Regions from separate parts of the Mus musculus genome. Here all the other regions are linked to region 3. A link is a contact called in public Hi-C and Micro-C data. All regions are on one chromosome and are shown on one strand. The core of a region is the stretch at or near the end of the contact, and the rest is flanking DNA. Distances in the headings are between cores, read along the strand shown.

Region 1 (4,824 bases), core at 737-3,236, 450 kb after region 3:
ATGGCCTTGCTGGTCATCAATGGGAGGAGAGGTTCTTGGTCCTGTGAAGGCTCCATGCCCCAGTGTAGGGGAATGCCAGGACAGGGAAGCAGGAGTGGGTGGGTTGTTGAGCAGGAGAAGGGGGGATGGTAGAAGAGGTTTTTGGAGGGCAAACGAGGAAAAGGGATAACATTTGAAATGTAAATAAAGAAAATATAATAATAATAATAATAATAATAATAATAATAATAATAATAATAATGGAAGCAGTCATTTCTCTATCTGTGTCTAATGTGCCTAAAAAGACTTACATAGAAGCTATTTTCAACCTGTGGGTCACAACTCCTTTGGTTGGGGCTTGCATGTCAGCAATCCTGCATACTAGATATTTATATTATGATTCATAACAGTAGCAAAATTACAGTTATAAAGCAGCAATGAAATAATTTGGTTGGGGGTCACCATGACATGCAGAACTATATTAAAGGTTCACGACATTAGGAAGATTGAGAAACACTGTGTCTAGTCAGATTTAAGGTAACACTTAAGCAGCTTCGATCAACTCTCTTCCCCAAACCCTTACACACTATTGGTTAGCCTGAGTTGGTTCAGCCATTCTGAGAAACAGTACAGAAGACAAAAGTAGAGCTGCTGTCCCATCCATCAATCCCAAGTCCACATGCTACAGAAATGAAAGAGATGCTGGTAACACTGTTCACAGTAGCCTAAGTGTTTCACTGACAAGCTCACTAAAACAGGCAGTGTTGTGTACATGCACATGCATGCAGACACACAAACACACACACACACACACACACACACACACATACACACACATGCATGCACAAACACATGCACACAGATTTGTTTATGATTTCTCAGCATCCCATAATTTTGATAAGCATACAGCCCACAAGTCATAAACCTTTATCCACTAGCCCTTTACAGGAATAGTCGGCTGATGACTCAAGTAAGATTCAGTCTAACATTTGAGAAGTTGTCAATTAATCCTACAAAGGGATAAGGAAGTTACACAATAATGTGTTATGTATTGGTCTGTGGCCTAAAATGTGAAAGTATTTATAGATATGCATCTATGTATACTTTGCTCCATATCCTGAAAAAGTAATCCATTATCTTAATATTTAAAGTAACCTTTTCTGTTGAAAGTATTCCCTTAATGTAGTTAAAAGTATACATTTATGTACAAGCACACATTTTAAAAAGAAATACTCAGTTTAAATTAAATTATCTAACCTTCATAAAGTTGCTTCATCTCCCTAAGTTGCTTCGTCTTCCTATTCCTGTCTCTGATCATTGAAGTCGATAACAGTGTCTACCTCACAAGCTTGTGGAGGCAATAAGTGTAAACTTGTGTCCATGTGTGTACGATCAGCTTCTGTCATGTGATAGAAAACGGTTTAAGCAGAAAACACTGCAAAGCCAACCATCAGGAAAACAAAGTCTCTCCATCCAATGAGCTATTATCAAAGCAGAATTTGACGATTTTAGTGACTGGACTGGCTGAATATACATAGGCCTTTTGTAGAAATGGAAGCTCCCTTTGGTAAAACCATGTTTAGCCCTCATGTTTGGACATATGTAGCCAAGTTTTCACAGTATGAATGTAAAATATTTGGCTCATTTGCCTCAAGTGGTTATAACAAAGATTCTAAAATCATAATTCATCTGTCTTAGAAAATAACCTCCAGCTGCATATAGTAGTTTCTTCTTCCATTTCCTTAAAACCAAAGAAAACAGAATCTCCCTAAAAAAGCAATTCTTGTCTGCCAAGAATGTCCCATGTGGGCATCATTAAAGCGGAAGGTATGAGACATGAGATGTCAGCCCGACATTCTTCAGTTGTTCTCTGTCATATTTAGAGTGATAAACATTGTTTTGTCTATTCTAAGGCTTGATTTCTCTCCTGGTAAATATGATATTCCATTAAACCAGTCTGTGCTCGTGGTTTCACTTTGTCTCTTTTTAACTCCCTTCAGTCATTAAGCTGCCCAGCAGCCCTTCCAGATAGGAATGCAAAGGATATTTGAAAATAGCCTAAAACCAGCCCAAATTCCTATGGACTGAAAAACCTAGGAATGCATAAATTATATAAATTGTGTGTTCCTGTTACACACAGTTAAAATTATTGTTGGTGCCAGCTGTCTTTCTATCAAAGAGTCTGCTTTCATCTCTACTGAGCTAGCTCTGTCATTATTTAACATTGTTCTGTAACCCCTTCCACTTCTAGTCACCAAGAAGTGTACTCAGTATACCTTGGGGGGAGAAATGGAATTCAAGTGTGCTTCTTTGATTTCTTTGTTAATACTTCCATAGAAATTGTTGTATGATATGCAAACCATTTTAAATCTGCAGTTACAGTCAGAGAGATTACAACCTAGATAAACACATATCTAAACAGAACTCTAAAGGTTGCAAAAGGACCCTGATGTGTATGATACAGGCAGAAGCTGATTTTGTGGAAAACCAAAATATCCAGTTGATTTAATTAAAGAAAGGAGAAACATAGTTATTCCAGATGTCTGGCATCCTAGAGACCAAACACTGGAATGATTGATTGGATCTTTGACATGCCTCACCAGATGTTTTAGCCTCTTGGAGACAGCCTAAAAGGAAGGGATTGGGTTGGGATAGGTTTCAAATTCCTTCCTTCCTCCCTGGGTAGTCGTTGTGAATCTTTCTTATTTCTGATTTAGTCTCCCTTTCCCAGCTAATCTCTGCACCCGTCAGTAATATCCCTCACATTTTCTTTCAGACTGAATCTTAAAATATTTCAATCATGTAAGAAGCAGAAAACCAAATAGGAATGTAGAAACAATGTTATTCCTATCTCTTTGAACATTTGTCTTCATATTGCCTGGCCTCTGTGTTTTCTTCTATAAAATCCAAAGTGATTATTGCATCCCAGAAGCAGGATAAGAGGAAGCACTCTACCTGTAGTACCAAATCCAAAAGAATCTGCTAAAATCATAGAGGCAAGAGAGATATTCTCCTAAGGCATTATGATCCTGATTGCCCTGTAGTGGGAACATCCCTGTTCACATTGCCTATAATCAGCTTAACCCGTATTAAGTCGCTAATGAGTTGATGGTGAGATAAGCCCTTTCTCAAAGGAAATAAATTAGAAGCTGGCAATTACAGAAACAAAGGGAAGCGAGTTTAACCACTTTGCAGAATGACTCCTGGGGGTCTGTAGGTTGGACAGAGTTTTGAATGTTCCAAACCAGGCTTGGACCTGTGTGGAAGGCCAGAGGGATTCCCTTTGGCCTGAGTTTCCTGTTCTGGAAAACTATGTGATAACACTTTTCTTTTAGGTCTAGAAGGAACTTTGAAAACATTATCTGACAACTGGCTTAACAATTCTTTAAGAAATACCTTAAAACTCCCTTTTTAAGAGTCTGCAGGGACGACACATGAATCTACAACTATAGGCAGTGATCCAGCACCCAGACACTGAAACTCCAGCCTCACTCGGTTCCATGGTTGCCTCTGAAAATATGGTAAGATAGAAATACAGAATACCAATGCTGTGTTTCTTCCATTGAACATGGAAGTATTTTCTATAAAATACATAGTCAAGAGAGTCACTCATTGGATCAGTCTGTCAGTACCTTAATCTTTAAAGAGGGTAGTAGATAGAACAAGACCACTTAGGGTTCAAAAATTGTGTTGCAATCTCATGTATTTGAAGACAGGCCTTATAGAACCAAATCAGGAATTACTACTCAAAAAAAAAAAAATGAAACTATTCCTGCCTTGGTGGATCTCACTTCTAATCCTACATGTTGGGGCTTGGATGAATACCCTGAAACATCCATACACAAAGGTGTGGCTTCCCCGGGGTGTTCTTGTGATGTGAAGAAGTAGGAACTGCTGGGAAGAACTTGGATCAGTAAAGCCATGCCCTCAAAAGGACTATAAGACACCATTTGTTCACTGTGTTTGTGTTCAGCTGGAGAAAGGACCATTTTGCTCCCAAACACACACATGCCATTATCATCTGGGCCTTGGGATGGCAGACTGCACCAAACCAATCCTGAACTACATATACTCTCTGGACTTTGAACCTCTAACACATCAAGCCAAGTAGACCCTTCTGTAACCATAATTAATCAGGTATTTTATTGTACTCATATACACCATATATTTAGATTCATCTGCTTTCTTTATATTCTTATTCAACCATTGAACTCAGGTTCTTTGATATTTATTTATTTACAGGGATAGGAAGGGGTATACATGTGTGTGGTTGGTTAGTTAGTTCCTACTAGGGAATCTCCTGCCTCCACCTCAATTTTTCGGTAGGAACATTGAGACTATAGGCCCTTGAACTATGAAGCCCGATTTTATATGAGTTGTGAAGATCTGAATTCCAGTCCTCAGGTTTGTGAATCCTCAGGCAATTTGTACAGTTTTGTTGCAGGAAATATTAAAAAAGATAGACATGTTCCCTTGCTAGTGTCAGCAACTGGTGGCCCTCATGGCTCCAGTGAAACGTTCTCAACTGGGCAGTCTCTCTGGCCAGGAGCTCCTGAAACATCTGTACCCAACTTGTCAAATTCCCGTGGCAGGCCGTTGCCACACCAGCCCCACGCAAGGACCGCCCACCCCACAGTCAGCTGCCACAACACCCAGCAACCAGGTAGAAACAAAACTCTAGAAGCTTACAATTAATCAGTCAGATTTACATCAATAATTTCTCAATTAACAGGATGCCCACACAATAAATTCATGGACAGCAGATAATTGTACAAGCTGGCCACTTAGATTAAACAAGTTACCCAATTATTCTATCCCTATATGATACTATAGCTACCTGTGGCT
Region 2 (4,625 bases), core at 1,592-4,091, 280 kb before region 3:
CAAAACAACAACAACAACAACAAAAACCAAAAACCCAGAAAGTTAAAATTTTGACAAATGCTTTAGAGACAGCAAACAAAAACAAGAAAAAAGTGGAGGAAATTTAGAGAGTTAAACAGCTTGTCTTTTGTAACCTCTGTATGAAATAGGTTACTTCTTAGTTGTTTTCCACTGCAAAAATATCTTTCCCAGGGTGATTCTGATTTTCTGCATTTTTGCCCGTTGTGAAGTCAGGTGGCTGGCTTCTGGTCTCAGGATAGAGACTTTGGAGGAGTCTTTGAAACAAGCATGTTTGGGTCTGGGACAAATTGACCAAATTCCACCTTCAGAGTTAGCCTTCTCAATAAAGTAGGATAGCATAAAACAATGTTTTAATATCATTCTTACCCCAAAGGCATTTGAATCTCTTTAAGACTGAACCCAGTGATCTACATACCCATAACAATTTATGTGTATCTATAGATGAGAGCAGAGAATCTGTAATGCTTTAGCCTACAAAGTGGGATGCTGCCCTTATATAGGGACAGAAGTGATTTCCATAGTCAACTGCAAAAGCTGGGAAATGTAATCTCTCAGCAGAAAGCCACTGGAATCAGGGATCACCTCGTAAAACTGCTTTTACCAGTTTGAGTACTTGAGATGGAGTTCACAGAACCCACATATAGCAGGATGTACAGTGTGAGGATCTGTAGTCTCAGACTTCCTATGAAGAGACAGGAGGAACAGAAAGAAGAGACCCTTAAACCTCTTGAGCCAGGTAGCCTGAAATATGCAGTGAAGAGACTGCATCTCCCTTCCAAATACAAATCAGCTCTGACCCTGTGCACCTTGTAAAATCAGACAGGATAGAAAGAGTCAAGGTGTTATGGTCATAGACTTAACCCTGACTCAAACAAGATGGAAGATGCAGATCAACAACTGAATTTACCCTATGATCCCTATACATAGGCCATGGTATGAGTGAGCCCACATTCACATACATGAATATGTACATATACATATATGGACACACATATATACAAACATTATACATACCCATGCCTTAAAGTATATTTTTAAAGTAATTGAAAATAGGAACTGAAGAGATAGCTCAGCAGGTAAGAATCGATAGTGCTTCTGCACTGGACCCAAGTACAGTTGTCAGTGCCCACTTCAGATGGGTCACAAATGCCTGTAACTGCAGCCTCATGGGGACGGAATGCCTCTGACCTCTGTGGACACCTACACTCACGTGAACTGACCCACAGACATACAGAAACCCATACACATAATTAAAAATAATATAAACAAATCTTTAAAAAGATGAAAACAACAGAAATTAGGATAAAGAAGTCTAAGATGGAAATAAAAACATCAAGCTGCCTTTGTATTAATGATAAAAAGACATGGTAATAATTAATTATGTTCAAATTTCCACTGACAAGAGGAAAGAATATAAGCTGTTACTCCATTTTCTAGTTATATGCCTAGAAAAGGGTGAAGAGCCAAATGTTTAGATGAAACCATTCAATCCCTGTCACTGAAATGCCCTCTGAGGAGAGGGGTTTGTATAAAACCTCAGAGAGCGCCAGGGACCTGCCTTCATGAGACAATGATGACAGCACATTCACATGAAGACGTTGTCCCAGCGTGTGTACATAGCATTGCTGGTCCCCACTGTGAGATTTTCTGAACAAAATTGATCAACTCCTCTACCTAAGCCACAGTTGCTGTGACCCTGTCTCCCTGGCTTTGACCACGTACAAATAAATAAAGGAACAGAGACTGCTTTCCCTCTTAATAGCAGTCAGGTTGGACTAGAAGAAACGGGCACATGATGGTCTAAATGGCAATTTTATTAGATTTCGAGAAAACTTCGGAATAGTTCAGAAGGCGAGGTCATTGAACCTTTTATCGGAGGACCTTTAAAACTGTGATAGATTTTCAGAGGTAAAAATGACATCAGTGGGCTTCTTCCTGGCCAGTGGAAAGGGTAGCCGTGGGCTTTTCGACCTTTGTAACTTGGGTCTGTAGGAGATCCTAAACACTAAATACTCTTATTTACACACAGGCAAATGTTGACTGTTGTGAGAATGTGTATATTCTAGAACACCAGATAGGCGATTGTTCTAGGGGAGCAAGACGGGTTCTAGGGCCAAAAGGCACATGTGGCGTGAAAGCATTTGAAAGGGGTCTACCAGACTGGGACGAACCCAGGGGGAGGATGCGGGTAAGTAGAAGAGACCAGAGAGAGACGCAACAGAAGCAAATTTTGTTTGATAAATGACAACTTACTGTACATGAATATTTGATATGCTAATAAACATGTTTTAATGTCCACACCATTTGCATGGTTTTGTGCTGCCACAAGGGGGCAGTATTGCCTCAGCGTTTCCTCCTTACTGTCAGCTTTTTCTCCTAAAACCCTGCAGTAGATTTCTCAGCACTTGCTTAGGAAGCAGCAAGCAGTAATTTATCTTGTATTCTGTGTTGCAGAACAACAGGGATCTGGCTAAAGACCAGCACTTCTAAAATTTCTTTGTAACCATATATATAATGACCGTGGGTCTTTTATGTGTCAGTGAAAAATGCCACTTTTAGGAGGTGTGGGCCTCACCATAGCCTCGTGTGAATCAAACACATGGCCTTTTCAGTAATAGGATTTCAGGACTAACGAGGGAGTATTAGACCTGCAGGAGAGTCAGGAAGCTGAGGTTCCTTTGAGAATTGAAAGACTCCCCTGGCTCTCCAGCAGCTGGGCGGGAGGATGAAAGACCAAAGACATCTTTAGCCTTCTCTGTAGTCACGACCAGCAGCTCTGTCTCCATTTTGTGTTGAGTAGGAGGACAAGCAGCCTGCCTTCCCTGGTTCAGCTGGCTTGCAGAAGGATGCTCTGGCAGGTTTGTCACATGGGGTGCAGAGAGCCCCTTCATAGCAGAGGGAGTCAGGTGAAGCTACAGAGCCTAGGATCTAATTCTCCAGAGTGAGGTCGAAGAGATTTTCAGTAATTAACTGTCTATTCTGGGAGCTGCTGGGTAGTGCCAAGGAAGGATAAAACTAAGCCTTCCTTTCCCCTGGGGGAACTAGATGAGAAGACTGCGGCTCTCAAAGAGAGGCCAACTCACAAGGTTTGGGGCACTGAGTCCAGATTCACTCAGTGTTTGAGTGCTGAACATGTGCGTTTAAAGTGTCTTCTGAGAAGTCATGCTAAGAAGGGCTGTATACCCCTGTGTCGTCAAATGAAATAACTTGATGTCAACGTAAAACAGTGAGCACCTGTTATCTAACACACCTGTCTGGAGTGTTTGTTTCCCTTTGTCTAAAGCATAGCTAGCCTGTGGGAAGGGATATTGCTTGGGGAGTAAATGACAGGAAGTGTTTGCATTCATCTGTGCCCCCTTGAGACTGGGACCAGTCTCCATGAAAAGGGAAGGGGTGTGTTATGTTGTGACTCTGATTAGCTGGGGGAAATTCGGGACCTGTAATGTGACTTAAGCAGCAGATGCTCTCCATCGACCAGTGACCACAACCTCTCTGAGCCTTTCTCTTTGGGTTATCTGATTCCAGAAAGACCCTCAGAATTTGCTGTTAGTCAGTGGAAAACTGGACCATATGCTTGATGCCATGGGCCAAATCTGGTCTACTTTCTGGTCTTCTAGGAACAGTGCATTGGTAGAGAAGCTAAAGTTATATTTGGTCAGCGTAGAGTATGGGAATTTCTTGATACTGAGCATAGGAGAGTCATCAGAATTCAGGGAATTAAAAACTACTTTAATGTGGGAAGAGGTATACTTTAGTTCTTCACATAAGGCGAGTGCTCTAACATGACATGACAGCCCCCACCCATAGTGGCTATCACTTGGAAGTCATAACTCTAATAACATACTGATTGTAGAACCAATGGTGTTTTAGGTGAGGAGCAGTCTCAGTTGTATATATTACCATAAAGGAATGAAGTGTCTTTTAATTCAAAAGGAGAGTTAGCATTAATCCACAATTCTCATTGTTGAAACTTCAAAAGGATTTGCCTTCCCCCACAACCCATGTGCAGTAGCCAGTAATCTCCATACTTTGTTTGCTGACAGTGACAACATCTCCATTGCTGTGTTAAAAATTCAGAACAAATTGTGACCCCCATCTTTGGAGGTTGAGTTCTTTTCCATTCTTTTCTAAAATTTCATGGGAAAATGTCACCCTTCCCGTACACACTACATAGTATTTTATGTAGCAGTGAAAACAAACAAAAAAATGAAGATGTTTATTTCTTTCCTGAACTTATATTCTTTGTGAGTTAGATGGTAAGATATGGAACAGAAGCTGAAGGAGCCAATGGGCACCCCAGCTGGGAGATTCTAAGTTAGGAAAGCTGCTACTCCTCAGGTTCTGCGATTAGATATGAAAGTGCAGATGTGCAGTCTCTAGGCTTTATCCTGTTGCAATTATCCCATAGCTGAGTTCCCTGGACAAATTATTTAACCTCTGACTCAGGAGCCCTGTCAGAAAAATGGTAGTAATTAAGACAGCTGTAATTATAGTCCTAATGAGCATATGATAGAGGTAACGGATGATAAGGTGGGTTGACAATATCATTGGTTTTCTTATCATTGCTCAATACTCAAAGGGACAATGAATACATTATTTTATGC
Region 3 (4,344 bases), core at 1,122-3,621:
GGCACTAGCTACTGGGAGGACATAGTATGTTTTGGAGTAAGTAGCTTTTCATCAAATGAGGAAAATAGCCAAAGCAACATTAAACTGAGAAGGCAGCCCTCTGTACCCACACAGTCGAAGGAGGAACACAGCTAGAAGATATAGTATGCAACATATTGAGTGTAATGGGCAAATGTGTGAACAGAAAATTCACACACACACACACACACACACACACACACACGTCAATAAGTAAGTTTTGTTAAACACAATCGTAATCAGAAAAAAAAATCTGGAAGAAACCTGAGATAATTTTTTCCTTAAAAATTGACAGTGCATTTTTAATCATTTTGAGATTTATTTTTGTTTCTGTGCATGGCTGCTTTGTCTGCATCTATGTCTGTGTTCCATGTGCATGTAGTGCCCGCAAAGGCCAGAAGAGAGTGCCAGATCCCAGGAACAGGAGTTATAAACTGGTTAGTCATCAGGTGAGTACTAGGAACTAAGCCTGCATCCTGACCTGGAGAACCGGACTGTCATCTTACCCACTGAACCATCGTTCCAGACCTGGAAGTGCTTTTTAAACTGAGGTATCATTTGAGAACACATAAATGAAAAAGTCTAGGCACATGCAAGTTGTGTCTTGGTCCTTCTGAGAAGTGTTTTGATGGTATCTATTAAGTTAAAAATTAACATGATTCTAGTGCATGTGGCCTTCATAGAGTTCCAATATGCATTTCAAAAATTTCTAAAGAATCAGTTTCAGCATTACTTATAATATTAATAAAAACTAGACATCACAAAATACAGTGTAGCTGTGTAAAGAATTAGACATATTTATAGCTTCCGATATAAAAACTTTCTGTCTCATAAATACATAAAATCGTCATATATATATGGAATTTAGATGTTTAAAATCTGTCTCATAAATACACAAAAATCAAGTTATATATATTTGGAATTAAGATGTTTAAATGTTATATGGTTCCATATATGTACACAAAAATAAGGTGCATATGATCATAGCATAAAATTTACTCCTTCTGGGGAAAGGAATAATTTGGAGCAAGTGGGATCTCATGGAAGATGCCATTGTTTTATATTGAATTTGGGTAAAAGCTAGTCTGTTTGTTGCTGTTAAATTGTTTTGCCTTGTAAACTTTTAGTGTAAAGAGGCAGACAAAGCTGTGGGCATACACATAGGTCCACATTATCGTGTACAAAAGTGTGTTCCACATCAGGCAAGACTTTTTAGACAGCTACGTTGTATTTCTGGAGACTGCACCTAATGCCCAGGAAGTCTCTTTGCTTCCCATGCCTTTGTTGTGGGACCAAGCCTCATGCTGAAGTTTGCAAGGCATATAGAGCTCTGCCCAAATGTTAAGGAGGACCCACATACAGGCCTCCTGGATAGGTAGGCATTTCTTGTCTAAAATATAGAAGGGTATTTTTACACCTTGCTCTGTTGCCCTTAGAAAAAGACAGATTCTCCCCAAATCACGGAAGTGTGTGTGTGTGTGTGTGTGTGTGTGTGTGTGTGTGTGTGTGTGTGGTGTGTGTGTGTGTACTTGATGCTTAAGGTTAATTACACCCAAGAAAGTTAGCTAGTGTCCCTTTGGGGGTGTGTCTGGATAAAAATGTCCCAGTCCTGGGCCATTCATTTTAGGATGCTGAGACGGTTTAATAAGTACAGTAACATTTGGGAGTGGGAGGTAGAATTTTCCTCTATAGTCATAAGGATATCATATAGGTGGTAGTGGAGGTGGTGGTGATGGTGGTGGGGTGGTGCTTCTGCTGCTGCTGCTGCTGGTGTGTGTGTGTGTGTGTGTGTGTGTGTGTGTGTGTGTGTGTGTGTGTGGTGTCCATGGAGAGGACTAAACCTGTACTGAATACCATTCTTCAAATGCAACTACACTTAAATATCCATATATTAAAATATACATGCCCATTTTCCGCTCCTACATAAAGGAGCCAGGCACAGGCCGGTCTCTTTCTAGTTGATCTTAATCCCTCTCCCCTTCAGCGTGGCCAGGAGCACCCCTCTCTTTGTAATAAATAGCTCTGAGAGCAAGACATTCATTCTGTCCCCTTTGATCACCTTGGAGCTGTCAGCTTGTGCTGCTGTTTGCCTCCCAGCTCTTGTTCCTGCCTAAAAGTGGAAGTAATGCCCCCTGAAAGAAATACCCTAGGTGTCCCGCAAGGCTGCAATCTATTTCTTCTTTTGTTGCATACGCCCCCTGGGGCCCGCCCTCCCAGCTTGAACAAACTCCTCTCTTCTTCCCCCCTCTCTATATCTTCGAAATTCTAGTTCCTTCTACAGACACTCAGCTGTGCTCCTGTGACGCCCCTAGGCCAGACTGTCTGAGAAGCTACCACCCTGCCAGACTGGGGAGGCTCCTCCTGGCTCCTCCTCCTTCTGCTAGTCGCAGACTCCGCAGAGCTCCGCACTGCAGGCTTTTGTGGTCACGGATCCTACAATCTTCATCAGAGAAGGCTAGCATCATGTCCCTGTAACTTAACCAGCAACTGATCTCCCCTAAATGCCCTCGTTTCCCTGCATTGACTAGAGACTTGGGATGCCTCCTCCCTCCCAGGAACTCCTTGGGCTGGCATTAGGGGCCCCCAATTTTGCAGTCAGCGTTTGAGTGGTGGGGAGTGGCGCTGAGATCGGGCTCAGCTGCAAGCCTTTGCTGATGCAGGGCTGGGAACACATTTGCAAGCTCTCTTCCTGGTTTATAGCGGAGATTATAAGCAATCTGTCTCCTCTCTTATCATCGCGTCAGGCCTGTTGTATAGTTTGTAAATATTGCTCAAGTGAAATAATTTGCAAAAGTAAACAATTGGGAGAAAAGAATATGGACCGTGAGGTTTGTCTTTAATGTATTTACAGGACAGGAAAGGGGTCTGGGATGAGAAAATTATGGGGTAGAATGGGGAGGGGAGGGAAGAAGAGGGGAGAGTTGACGACCAGAATGCTGATGATTCTGTGATGGCGACATAACTAATTAACTGTAATGTCGCTTAAAAGCTTCTGGCTCTCCCTGACATTGTTCGAAAGTATGCATTATTTTAAAAAGAGCTAAGATGTAGGGGGTGGTTGAGTGGCTTTAAAATGACTGAATACCACTCATTGTGCTGGATAAGAAAGAAAGAAAGAAAGAAAGAAAGAAAGAAAGAAAGAAAGAAAGAAAGAAAGAAAGAAAGAAAGAAAGAAAGAAAGAAAGAAAGACGAAAACCGACAAACTGCAGTGGAAATAAATACAGCATTGCAGGTTGGTGTGTGAGGCTACAGCTGGGGAAGCCAGGGCTGTTAAGTGGAAAATTCCTGAAGAGGACATATTTCTGTTTCCAGTGGGAAGAAAGAGAGTGTTGTTGGGAGCTGGCAGTTCTTTATAAAATACAAGAGTACCATGATGATGACCAAACGACCTAACTGAACTGAGAGAAATTAACCAAACAAATAGCTTTACCTGTTATACTGTATTCTTAGAGACTGCCACAGTCTCCTTTCTGGTCCCCTGGGTCTAGACAGAAGGGAGGAATGAAGAGGCTAAGAGAGCTGACAGACAGCAGAAAACTGGAGTGGGGTGGGGGTAGGGGGTGGGGAGTAGGGGTGCCTTTGCTCCTGAAACAAACACATACTCAGAGAGCCGGTCCTTGGGTTCTCAATACTGAGAAACCAGTGTTATCTGGAGGATGCCCATTGTAGGAACACTCTTGTTGGTCCTGAGAGGACTTTCCCAGAATTCCTGTTTAGGGGAACTTCAGAGAGATGTCACTGCCATCCCTTCAAGGGTAGTTTAGATTGCATCCCTAAGATGCAAAGAGAGGAGAGCAGAAAGCAGGTCCTCAGCGATGCCCCACCCCCGACCCCCGTGAAAGTTCCTTGTACACTTGGAGAGCACATTCCGTCTAAGGCATCCTGCTGCAGAGAAATCAAAGCCAAGAAGAAGCCTTGGTATTTTTCCTTCTCTGCAAAGTGTTTGTCAGGAAGTCAAGGGTTCCGGGGGGCAGGGGAAGCCTGCAGAGGATGCTCTTCATCAGGGATGCTCTGCATCCGAGAACTTTCATTTGCTCGGAGCACCAACATGCTAACAAAGTAATGAGAATCCACTTTTTTTTTTCTTTAAAGGCTTTGTTGTGTCTGTAAAGGGATGCATATGATGGCCTTTTACAGATAAGCTCATACTAATCTCAGAATTAAATAAATCTAATTGATATTGAAGACAACTTGTGAGAAGTAGCTTCCACTCAATTGTAATTAAAATGACATCGAATTTGTGTGATCAAACTTTCATGACCGATAGAACACAGATAGGAAACCTTACCTCATTCCAATGTCTCCAAAATTTAAGTTTTCTTGGA

Evidence for each region. Hi-C and Micro-C count contacts between places; a contact is called where the count stands out from the background.
Region 1: a Micro-C map of palatal mesenchyme shows a contact between it and region 3, with 1.8 times the contacts expected there. The contact joins two enhancer-like sites. A contact is called at or near these places in 2 of 484 Hi-C or Micro-C datasets (palatal mesenchyme and uterus) and 1 of 115 datasets of contacts at active chromatin or transcription factors (embryonic midbrain).
Region 2: a Hi-C map of cerebral cortex shows a contact between it and region 3, with 2.9 times the contacts expected there. The contact joins two enhancer-like sites. A contact is called at or near these places in 18 of 484 Hi-C or Micro-C datasets (adipose-derived mesenchymal stem cells, cardiomyocytes, cerebellar granule neurons and 8 more) and 1 of 115 datasets of contacts at active chromatin or transcription factors (astrocytes).

The regions. Positions count from the first base shown.
Region 1 is chr1:82,039,660-82,044,483 of GRCm38.p6, forward strand. No RefSeq gene overlaps it. Among named protein-coding and RNA genes, the nearest start is that of Mir6344, 90 kb to the right of the region's middle. Within about 2 kb of position 1,987, at least 26 of the 459 cell types and tissues checked have an H3K27ac peak or open chromatin away from gene starts, as enhancers often do. A contact at or near this core is called in palatal mesenchyme, where this site is marked.
Region 2 is chr1:81,314,425-81,319,049 of GRCm38.p6, forward strand. The region is part of intron 6 of Nyap2 (neuronal tyrosine-phophorylated phosphoinositide 3-kinase adaptor 2); the gene reads left to right. Among named protein-coding and RNA genes, the nearest start is that of Nyap2, 240 kb to the left of the region's middle. Within about 2 kb of position 2,842, at least 14 of the 459 cell types and tissues checked have an H3K27ac peak or open chromatin away from gene starts, as enhancers often do. A contact at or near this core is called in cerebral cortex, where this site is marked.
Region 3 is chr1:81,591,405-81,595,748 of GRCm38.p6, forward strand. No RefSeq gene overlaps it. Among named protein-coding and RNA genes, the nearest start is that of Nyap2, 520 kb to the left of the region's middle. Within about 2 kb of position 2,372, at least 153 of the 459 cell types and tissues checked have an H3K27ac peak or open chromatin away from gene starts, as enhancers often do. A contact at or near this core is called in cerebral cortex and palatal mesenchyme, where this site is marked.